Linked DNA regions of Neogale vison: region 1 is linked to region 2. Evidence: chromatin contacts called from public Hi-C data. All regions are on one chromosome and are shown on one strand. The core of a region is the stretch at or near the end of the contact, and the rest is flanking DNA. Distances in the headings are between cores, read along the strand shown. Region 1 holds the start of SNX25 (sorting nexin-25). Region 2 holds the start of UFSP2 (ufm1-specific protease 2).

The links. Hi-C and Micro-C count contacts between places; a contact is called where the count stands out from the background.
Region 1: a contact with region 2 is called in a Hi-C map of muscle, with 6 times the contacts expected there. The contact joins the promoter of SNX25 here to the promoter of UFSP2 in region 2. A contact is called at or near these places in 2 of 3 Hi-C or Micro-C datasets (fibroblasts and muscle).

Annotation. Positions count from the first base shown.
Region 1 is chr11:196,840,590-196,845,295 of ASM_NN_V1, reverse strand. SNX25 (sorting nexin-25) reads left to right here and starts at 3,359. Exons shown (of 19, transcript XM_044225609.1): 1 at 3,359-3,994. The coding sequence starts at 3,587.
Region 2 is chr11:196,649,193-196,654,182 of ASM_NN_V1, reverse strand. It overlaps UFSP2 (ufm1-specific protease 2), which reads right to left and starts at 2,781. Exons shown (of 12, transcript XM_044225603.1): 1 at 2,703-2,781; 2 at 1,137-1,215. The coding sequence starts at 2,705. C11H4orf47 (UPF0602 protein C4orf47 homolog) reads left to right here and starts at 3,006. Exons shown (of 8, transcript XM_044225602.1): 1 at 3,006-3,225.

The DNA of each region.
Region 1 (4,706 bases), core at 2,110-4,609, 190 kb before region 2:
TTATCATTTAGGTCCAGCACCTACTAGCTCTGTGATTTTGGGCAAGTCATTTAACTTCACCGAGTCTCAGTTTCCTAGTCTGGAAAATGGGATTATAAAATTTACCTTATGTCCTTTGTAGAGTTATAGTGAGGAACTTATGTTTTAAACAGGATTTCCAAAAGTTGAAGTTTCCATTAAGGGGTACCTGGGTGGCTCAGTGAGTTAGGTGTCTGCCTTTGGGGTCATGATTCTAGGGTCCTGGCATCTAGCCCAGCATCTGTCTCCCGGCTCGGCAGGGCGTCTGCTTCTCCCTCTCCTTCTCTTCCCCTCCACTTGTGCTCTCCTGCTCTGTCTCTCAAATAAATAAAATCTTTTTTTTAAAAGAAGTTTCCACTAAAATATGAGGTTTTTTTTTACTTTTATTTTTTTATTTCTATTTTATTTCTATTTTATTTTTTAATTTTTCATGGAAGAATATCATTTGTTCATTCAAAAATATTTATTAACGGCCTACTCTGTGCAACCCCTATTCATACTCTAATTAATACTCTAATACTAATTTTTATTGTCTATAGGTATGTTCTCTTTCCTAGAGCAAATAAATGACAAATGAGAGACACTGGCTTCTTTTTGGTAGTATATAAAAGCTTTATATAATATTAAATACATAGTGTTAATCTGAAAATATTAAAAATCTTTTCCTAATTTATGTAAGTATATTTAATCAATATTGTGTCCTGCCTACTTTATATTTTATTCTGTTCATAATACATATCATGAAAAAGTATCAAGATCAGTTCGAAAATTTTTTTGCCCACATGCATTTTGGAGAAATTAGTTAATAACTAAACACAATTTATATTCTTTTTTAATAATCTGCTGTCCAATAATACTGGGTATTAAATTTTAAGTGACTGTAGAATTTTTTTCATTTTTTTTCATAACTTGAAAATATTAGAATAAAATAAAGCTAAATGATACATCTATAATCACCAAACTCTTTACTGAGAAACATAGTTGTATACTGTCTCCCTTCCCCCTATCTTCCCTAGGTTCATTTGTTCATTTTATAAGTAAATGGGATTAGATTATGAGGAACTATCAATTCCAAGAACAAGAAATGTGAACTTTAACATATTTACAGTGCTAGGTCACAGGATACTACTGATTTTGGTGACCAGCCAGATGATCCACAAGAAACTGATTAGTGTGTTCCCTCAAAGCAAATGGTAGTAAGTTGTTAAACTAATGCAACCAATGAATTATACTCCCCCTATTTAAGCCCATGTGTAGGCCCCTCCCCACTTAATTACTGGTTGGGCCATATGATTTGCTTTGGCCAATGGGACATGAGCAAATATAACCTAAGCAAAAGCAAAGCTAAGCATTAGCAAATATAACCTAAGCAAAAGCTTAAAAAAACGTGGCATTCCTGAGACTGTCATGAGAAAAAGGCCAAGCTGACCTTTTGGAGGGTAAGTGCACGGGGAGCAGAGACAAGCCATCTCAACAGAGAGTCCATAGATCACACAGTCCCAGCCTATGCATCCAGGAGGCCATAGTTTCATTAGTGACCCCAGGCAAGAAGAGCTGAATTGCCCAACTGACCCCAGTCCAAATTGCTGACCCACAAAATCATAAGCAAATGAAATGGTTGTTATTTGGTGGTAGTTTGTTATGTAACAATAGATAACTGTGGCACACCATATTTCCAGTATGTCTTCTTTTGGATAATAACCTCTTGGATAATACTTTGTTTCAAAAGAATAAATAACTGGAATTTAAATAAAAACTTGAAACAAAAGTATTTGGCAGGTAAAAATCAAATTGCACGGCTCATTGTATGTAAATTATTCTTCATAAAACAATTAAAAAAATTAAAAATAAAAAAAATCCATCAACTATCTTACTTCCTGTAAATGTCTTTTTCCTTTGTTGAAATACTGACACAGACGATTCCTTATAGAAAAACAGTATAGGGGCGCCTGGGTGGCTCAGTGGATTGGGCCGCTGCCTTCGGCTCGGGTCCTGATCTCAGGGTCCTGGGATCGAGTCCCGCGCCGGGCTCTCTGCTCGGCAGGGAGCCTGCTTCCCTCTCTCTCTCTCTCTCTCTCTCTGTCTGCCTCTGCGTCTGCTTGGGATTTCTCTCTGTCAAATAAATAAATAAAATCTTTAAAAAAAAAAAAGAAAAACAGTATAGTCACAGTAATTTGCGAATACATTTTAATGCTTACTTTTCTTCACTATGCTCCCTGGGAAGCAGGATATAACGCATTTTATTGGACAACAATAGCGCAGTTGAACTGTTGAAATTCTTCAGGATTGCTATGAGAAGAGAGTTCGGACACTTCGCTTTTGTTTCCCCCTATCCTTTATTTCTCCCTGCTTTTCTCATCTATTTACTTCTTCCCCTTCTTCTATTCCCGATTGGCCCTATCACCCGTCCTTTCAAATCATTAATCTCTTCAGAGTTCCATCATTTCCTTTACAATTCTTTCATCTATCAAAGATATGGCTGCTGCTTTACTGCTCTTAGTAGTAATTACTAGTATTTAACATATTAGCATCTTTTCAGTAAACATCTGTATATTAAGCATGGGATCATGATAGGAGAATAGGAAAATAACGTACTCTAGAAATTATTTGGACCTCTTTCGCTCGTGTAGGTAATAACACTTCTATTGACTCTTTGTAACAAAAACATAGGGACTTGGAGCCAAAGTGCTTATGGCAGCTGTGTACACCCTCTGGCACCAGGCCGACTTTGGGGGCCTTTCCATAACTAGCAATTGCAGGCTTCATTACTCTTCCACGTTCGTCGGATTCTTTCCCTGAAGGGAAAAATAAGGAAGGTTGTTGGGGGAAACTGCATTAAAAGTGAGGATCAGGAATGCTTGCCGATTTTATCTAAATAGCAGGTGAAAACAAAGCAGAAATTTGGGGAACCCTAAGCTTGGGAGATTACTTGGCAGTGAAGAACGGAGAGCGAGGATTAAGGGATCACCTGAGCCGGAGAATTACAAATGCTCTGACACCTGCCGCAAAATTTTCCATCGCGGACGGTACCCTGCGGGGAGGGGAGCAGGAGCGCGGGCCCGAGCAGTTACCCTGGCGATTGGTCGCGCCCCCTACCCTGAGAGGCAGCGGCGGTCCGACCCCGCCCCCGCGCCGCGGGTGGGCGGTGGGGGCCGGGCGCGGCCGGGCACCTCCCACCTGTCACTCAGCGGGCCGCGGTCGCTCTCCGCCCCCCGCCCCCCGCCTGACAGGCACCTCGGGGCCGCCCCCGCCCCCGCTCCGCCTCAGGCTTCGCCAGCTTAAGTCACAACAAGGTCCGGCTACCTGGGCGCGCCCGGCCGGACCGCTGCGGGGCGGACGCCGGGTGGCGGCGCTGAGGGCTCGCCGAGAGGAGCTCCGCGGCGTCTGTTGGAGCCGTTCCCTCGGTGGGCCGCCGACGAGGGCATGAGCGCCGACTGCCTGTGCCTCAGGAGCGGCGGCGGCGGGAGCGGCGAGGGGAGGAGGCGCCGCGGAGAGGCCACCGTCCAGGGCAGCGCCGGGGGACAGCAGGGCAGGAAATGTGCCTGTCCTTAGCGGCTCAGGAGGCAGCATGCACCCCGATGCCACCGACAGCAGCGGCGCCGGCCTCAACCTCGCGCCGGCCGCAGCCGCCGGCGGCCGCCCAGACTCCGGCGCCCCGGGCGAGCGCCGGCCGGACCCCCGGGAAGACGCGGCGGCGCCGGGGGCTCCTGGCGGCGGGAGCTGGCGAGTGCCAGTGGCCGTGGCCGCACTCGCCGCCGTGTGCCTCTCCTGGCTGGGGCCCGGTTGCTGGCAGGCGGCCGGAGGCGCGGGGCCGTGCACCGTCCTGCTCAGGCTCTGCCTGTACCTGGGCTGCGCCGCGGCCGCCTTCCTCCTGGGGACCCTGTTCTCCCTCGTCTGCCGGAGCCGGCGAGCCCCTCCGCCCGACTTCGTCGCCGCCTGGAGACGGCTGGCCGCGACCGCCCGCCGCGGGCCGGGGGTAAGTACCGGTCTCCCCACTGCCTCGCGCGCCGGGGCCTCTGCCCGGCCCTCCGCGCTTCCGGTGCCCGCCGCGCTCTCAGAGCCCCGGGTGGCGGCAGCGGCGGCGACGTGGTTTGTCCTCTCCGCCCCGGCTGCCGGAGAGGAACCGGGCTGGGGTGGGTTGGCCCCGCGGGTAGCTGCGAGCGGGCTCCGGCTCCTCCCGGCTGGCGAGATGCTCGCCGAGATGCACGTTGTTAGGCTGTGTAGTTGCTCCACAGCCACCCCCAGGCACAACCTCGGTAGCTGAATAATCACTCAGAATCTTGGGTGCTGCTGTGCAGTTGGCGACGGGGGCACTCACTGTACGCACGCGCTGCGCCCTATATCGGTCATTGTCTTTCTAACCGTTCTCTGGGGGAGGTAACTTTATGACCTTTCACCGATGGGGAAACTTGTTCAGAGAGGCTGACTTGGCTTAATTCTCATCCTGCCAGGACCTCTCATCCCAAATCTGGTGCACTGTGTAGATCAGTGGCGCAGTCCCAGCTAGTTTCTGTGATTTCGAGAAAAGGGATGTCAGATATAATTTCAGTTTGCAACAAAAGGAACCGTATTCCCAGTGGGTTGGGGACAGCAGGGCGGTGATTAGGGAAGACAGGAATGAGCTCTTCCCTTCTTTGGTGCCAAAGCATTGCTCGATCAACGTCCCAGCTTCCTCTGATAACCTTATC
Region 2 (4,990 bases), core at 1,532-4,031:
ATACTTATTTAAACTTTATATTCTTAAATCCTAAACCTATTTAATCTTGTGATTAAAACACTTATTTAACTATCACCCTGATATCTTAAATAAATACCTTGGGGCTGTGGTAAAGAAAAGATTACTAATTAACCAGAGAGATTTAAGACATCTTGATATGTTTCAGAAGGTCAAATTTAAAGATTTTCAGCTACACTACAAAAGACAAACATAATTCCTGGATTATCTTCTGTTTATCCCTGAATTTACTTTCATTAATTTGGGAGTGGGGATTCAAATGGACCAAGATTGAGAGCAATTTTTTTTTAGCATGAAAGGATGAGTCAGAAAGAACATTCTGCATTCTCTCTCTTCCTATTTCTGTGGGGCCAGGAAATGATGGCCAGCTAGGGACCTTTCCATTCCTTATCTTTCTGAACTTCTCTGTGGTTTCTGACGCCACTGATCACACTTTTCCTGAATGATTTTATTTCTTATCATGGTGTTAATGATCCTTCAGAGATATTCTTTCTCTCTAGTCCTGACCACCCACCCTCCCCTAAATTTCAGATTCAAGTTACCTGAATCTGCACTTGATAGACTCTGGCATCTCAAATGAAACACCTTTCAAACACAACTCATCTCCCTACCCTGATATCCTTTACCTCTGTTTGTGGCCTTAGCCCAAGTCAGAAATGGGAAGACATCCTAGAATTTGCTTGATACAAACTCTGCTGATATTTCTCCCACAGAATTCTTATACCATTAAAAAACAACATAACTTTCAAGAGTGTAGGCTCTGGAGACTCAGGTTATGTATAGGTGCAAGTCTGCAATGTTCAAATCTGCATGTCTTGTTTACACTGTGCTCATTGTGGATATTTATATTTATTGTGACAACTGTCTGCCAGTGGACAGTGAAGTTTCTTTTTTTAAGAAAGGGGACCTTTTTTTCTAATTTGCACAGAGAAGCCTCACAGGCAAACAGTGGTGCTGGAACATAGTGCCCAAGTTTAAATCCAATTTATAGAACTCACTAACCACCCGATTTGAGTTTATCCTCTCTCTCACTCAGTTTCATTTGCAAAATGAAGGGGATCCCAGTATATTTCATCATCAATTTATAATAAAAAAGAAGTTTTTTTGGTCAGACTTACCATTAGCAGTAGCTAGCTGAAAAGCTAGATCAAGGCCTCCTCTTATTCTGAAGAGTATATCCATAGTCTCTGAAATCACCTGAGACAAACAGAACCAAAATTCCGTTGTAAAACAAAACAAATTCATCTTCATACAAATGAGAGTCAATTCTACTTCTGGAAATTTGTCTTAAGGAAATAATCGAAGTTCAGCAAAAATTTAACTTCAATGTTGTACACTTCCCACTGTTTTCATCATAGCAAAAAAAAAAAAAAAAGAAAAGGAAATCTTCTAAACCAGTAAGAAGTCAGTTAAATAAAGAACAATACTACCATATAAATATTAGGCAACCATTTGAGGAACTGCTCTATGAAGTGTTCTACAGTTGCCATTTGAACAAAAAATATTTAATGACAATGAAAAATACAGAAGGCAAAAGTGAAAAAGGCAAGAGCGTATTTAACGCTGCATGATTCTGCACAATGTAACTAATCACTCAGGACTTCTGTACTCTTCTGTAAAATAGGAAAAATCCGTTATTTCATAGGGTTGTTGCGATGATTCCACAAGAGATCTCAAGTGAAAGGACCACAACCTCCCTAGGCTTCCGAATTGAGATCCTCTCTGAAGAAATAACATTTAAGGCTGAGATGAGAAGGGCAAGTAGGTACGAGTATTAACAACTAGAAAGGAAAGTTGGGGGTGGAGGTAGGAGAACCCACTGCAAGCAGGGGCACAGGCTGGTGAAGACCCACTTGGAAGAACACTTAAAAGCCTACCACGGATCAGTTGAGATCTGACGAGGGCAAGGACAGGGATGGTAGGAGTGGCGTGAAGGACAAGTGACAGGCATGCAGAAATAGCATGCAGAGGATCTGATTATTGATCAGATGTTCGGGGGTTGAGAAGGGGAAGACAACAAGGATGATTTCCAGGTTTCTGGCAGGCCCAACACGGTGGATTTCCTGATCCGCGGATATCTGGAAGAGCGGGTGTGGGACGAGCGGAGGTGGAAATAGTTTTGAACTTGCTGAGTGTGAAATACATAGGAGTTATCCAGGCGAAGGTACAATTAGTAGATAAAGATCTAGAGCTCGGAATACATTTCTAAAAACTGGATGTATAACTTGGGAGGAAACGCAGGATGTAAAGGATCCTTGAAGACCACCACATCCAGGAAAGGCTTGGAAGACCTGGCCGAACGGCTGGGGGGGAAACGGGGGAAGTGGGACACCACCGGAGCTCAGGGAGTAGAGTATCTGAAGAAAGTGACTCCTATCTTTCCCAGGTCCGATACCTCTTCAAACCTTCAAGACGCCCAATAATCCCTCGTTCTCAACATGATTCCACAAGGAGGAGGCGCGGGGAGCGAAGGTCCTACAGTGGCAGAGCTTGGGATAGTCTAGGCTGTGCGGGACAGTCTCCTTCCGGCTCTCGCAGGGACAGACCGAGAGAAAGGAGACCCAGCGCACCGAGCTCGCAGCTGCTACCGTGGGTCCTGCCAGGGCAGCTCCTTTCAAGGGCTTGGACTCACGGAGACTACGAAAGTCTGAAGGGAAACGCAGGGGTCTAATGCATGTACTCACCATGTCTGCTACGTGGCTCTGACAGGGGCGCTGACGTCCGCGCTAGGGCTCAGCACGCTAGCCCGGAAGTGGCGTTTCCAGGGGCGAGCCTGGGAAGACTAACTACAACTCCCAACATGCCCCGCAGCAACGTCACGGGGCGGATCTTACCACGGCTTCTCGCGGATGGATATTGGGGCGGAGGAGGAGAAGGCTTTCCCCCTAAATTCTATTGGTTGATTCTTTCTTATTCTACCCGTACTCTAAAGTCTTTACGCATGTTTCGCACTCTCCACGTATCCTTCCGTAGCGTACTTAGAAACGAGTTCTCCCGTGCCCGAGGCAACGCGTCACAATAAACAGCTGCGGCCACGGTCCACATAGGCAGTGCGCGGAGCGTGCGGAGGCGCTTCGCAGGGAGGCGTCGCGTGCAGGAGTTCGCGCGACTTGGCTCGTGGCCCCTGTCGCTCCTGCGGCAGAGTTAACGCGGACCCGACCTCAGACGACCTGGTGTCGGCTGTCGGACGGGGTGTCCTTCTGAGAGGTGACTTGGTCCTCGGGGCCGCAGGGTGTTGTCCTTTAGACGCGTCCCTACTCAGAGCCTGTTTCCTTAATGGGAAATCATTTTCCTGTCGCTTCAGTTTTCCGCCCCTCCTCCACCGCCCCGTCCCCTCAGCGCTTGAAGCTTAAGGGACCTTGCCAAAATCAGCTTGTGGTACACTTCATCCTGCGCTCGCCGGCTTCGGTTGTAAGCAACCTGGGGCCAGGATCCGGGCCCTTTGAAATGTTTTCCTAGCTTCTGTCCGCGAGCTTTACCCAGAGGAGGGGTTTGCGAAGTGTTTGTTGAATGAACCAACGATTCTGTAAATGTGGATCAGAAGAGTTAAGTAGTGGGAAAATTCAAGGCGGGATCTTCTCTCCTTTCCTTTCCCCCTCTGTGGCTCGCTGGGTCGTGTGCCGGGCGCTGCGCAGACGCTGGAAACACTGGGGTAAGGAAGAGCCAGACTCTCCCCGGTGCCTGCCTTCATGGAGCCTACAGTTTAGTGGAGGGAAACAGCTGTTGATTAAAGGATTCCCACACGTTGTACGTGAACTCATAACCCGTTAGATAAACCTTGGCGAGGGCTTGGGAAGGGAAGTACGTGAGAGATCATTAAAGAAGTGATCAATGAGCTACACAACCCGAAGGATCAGTGTTAGCTGGGGGAACTAAAGGAGTCAGCACGGTGAAGTACTCGCAGGAAGCGAAACAGCAGGTGCCATGGTCCTGTGGCTGCAGCGAGCCTTATCTGAGAATTGGAAGAAGTCAAATGGAGCCCAGGTGCCAGGGAGTGGGGTCCCCCATGGTGACAAATGTGGGTGATAGCGGACTTGGCGAACCTTTTAAAGGATTTGAGTCCGCGAAACAGCACGGGAAACCCTTGTGGTTGGGCAGTGGGATGGAGCTTTGAAACAAGCCGCAGATGAAAGTGATACATCCCTACTGACTGACCTTTGCTTTGAAAACAGACCTGATCAGGGGAAGAGGAGGAATGGGGGTGTGGGGGGTGGGATGGAAGCATATCTTCTTATGCTTTTGTTTAAACGGAATCTCGCGGCCTTGATATTACACATTAGCAATGTTGATGCTCAGATGAGCCCCAGTTGCCTGTGAATACATAGGCAAGTGTGTTTAGGGTCACTGAAATTCAAGACAAAAGGGTCTTACCGAGGATTATAAATTGGGAAGCATAACCCGTGTCTGTTTTATTCAGTAATGTAAGCCCAGTGCATCTAGTTGGTACTTAAAAAAATATTATGGGAGTGCCCTGGTGGCTCAGTCTAAGGGACCCACTCTTGATCTCATCTCAGGTCTTGATCCCAGGGTAGTGCATTCAAGCCCCCCTCTTTGGGGCTCTGCACTAGATATGGAGACCATTTAAAAAACAATATGTATTTTAAAAATATAATGATGTATATAAATATATTTATATAGATACATTTATAAATAAAAATATATTTAAAAATATATAATGATGAAATGGAAGCAAATATTCCTTAGCTCTTGGTTTTCCTTTCCAGAATCTGTTTAATTAAAAAACATCTAAATAAATACTTGAATGTTTAATGTGGTATTTCAGAAGGAAATTCACAATTGCAGTTTGCCCTTTAACAAATACTCTTAATTCATTGTGGATTGTCATTTGTTTTGTTGTTCTTAATTTTTATCTTGCCTAGACAATTGTCCTTTCCCATCCATCCCCTTTGTGAACTAATTTTGCCAGTGACACATTTCTTGTATTCATTTGAAGTTGAGAAAAGAACTATAG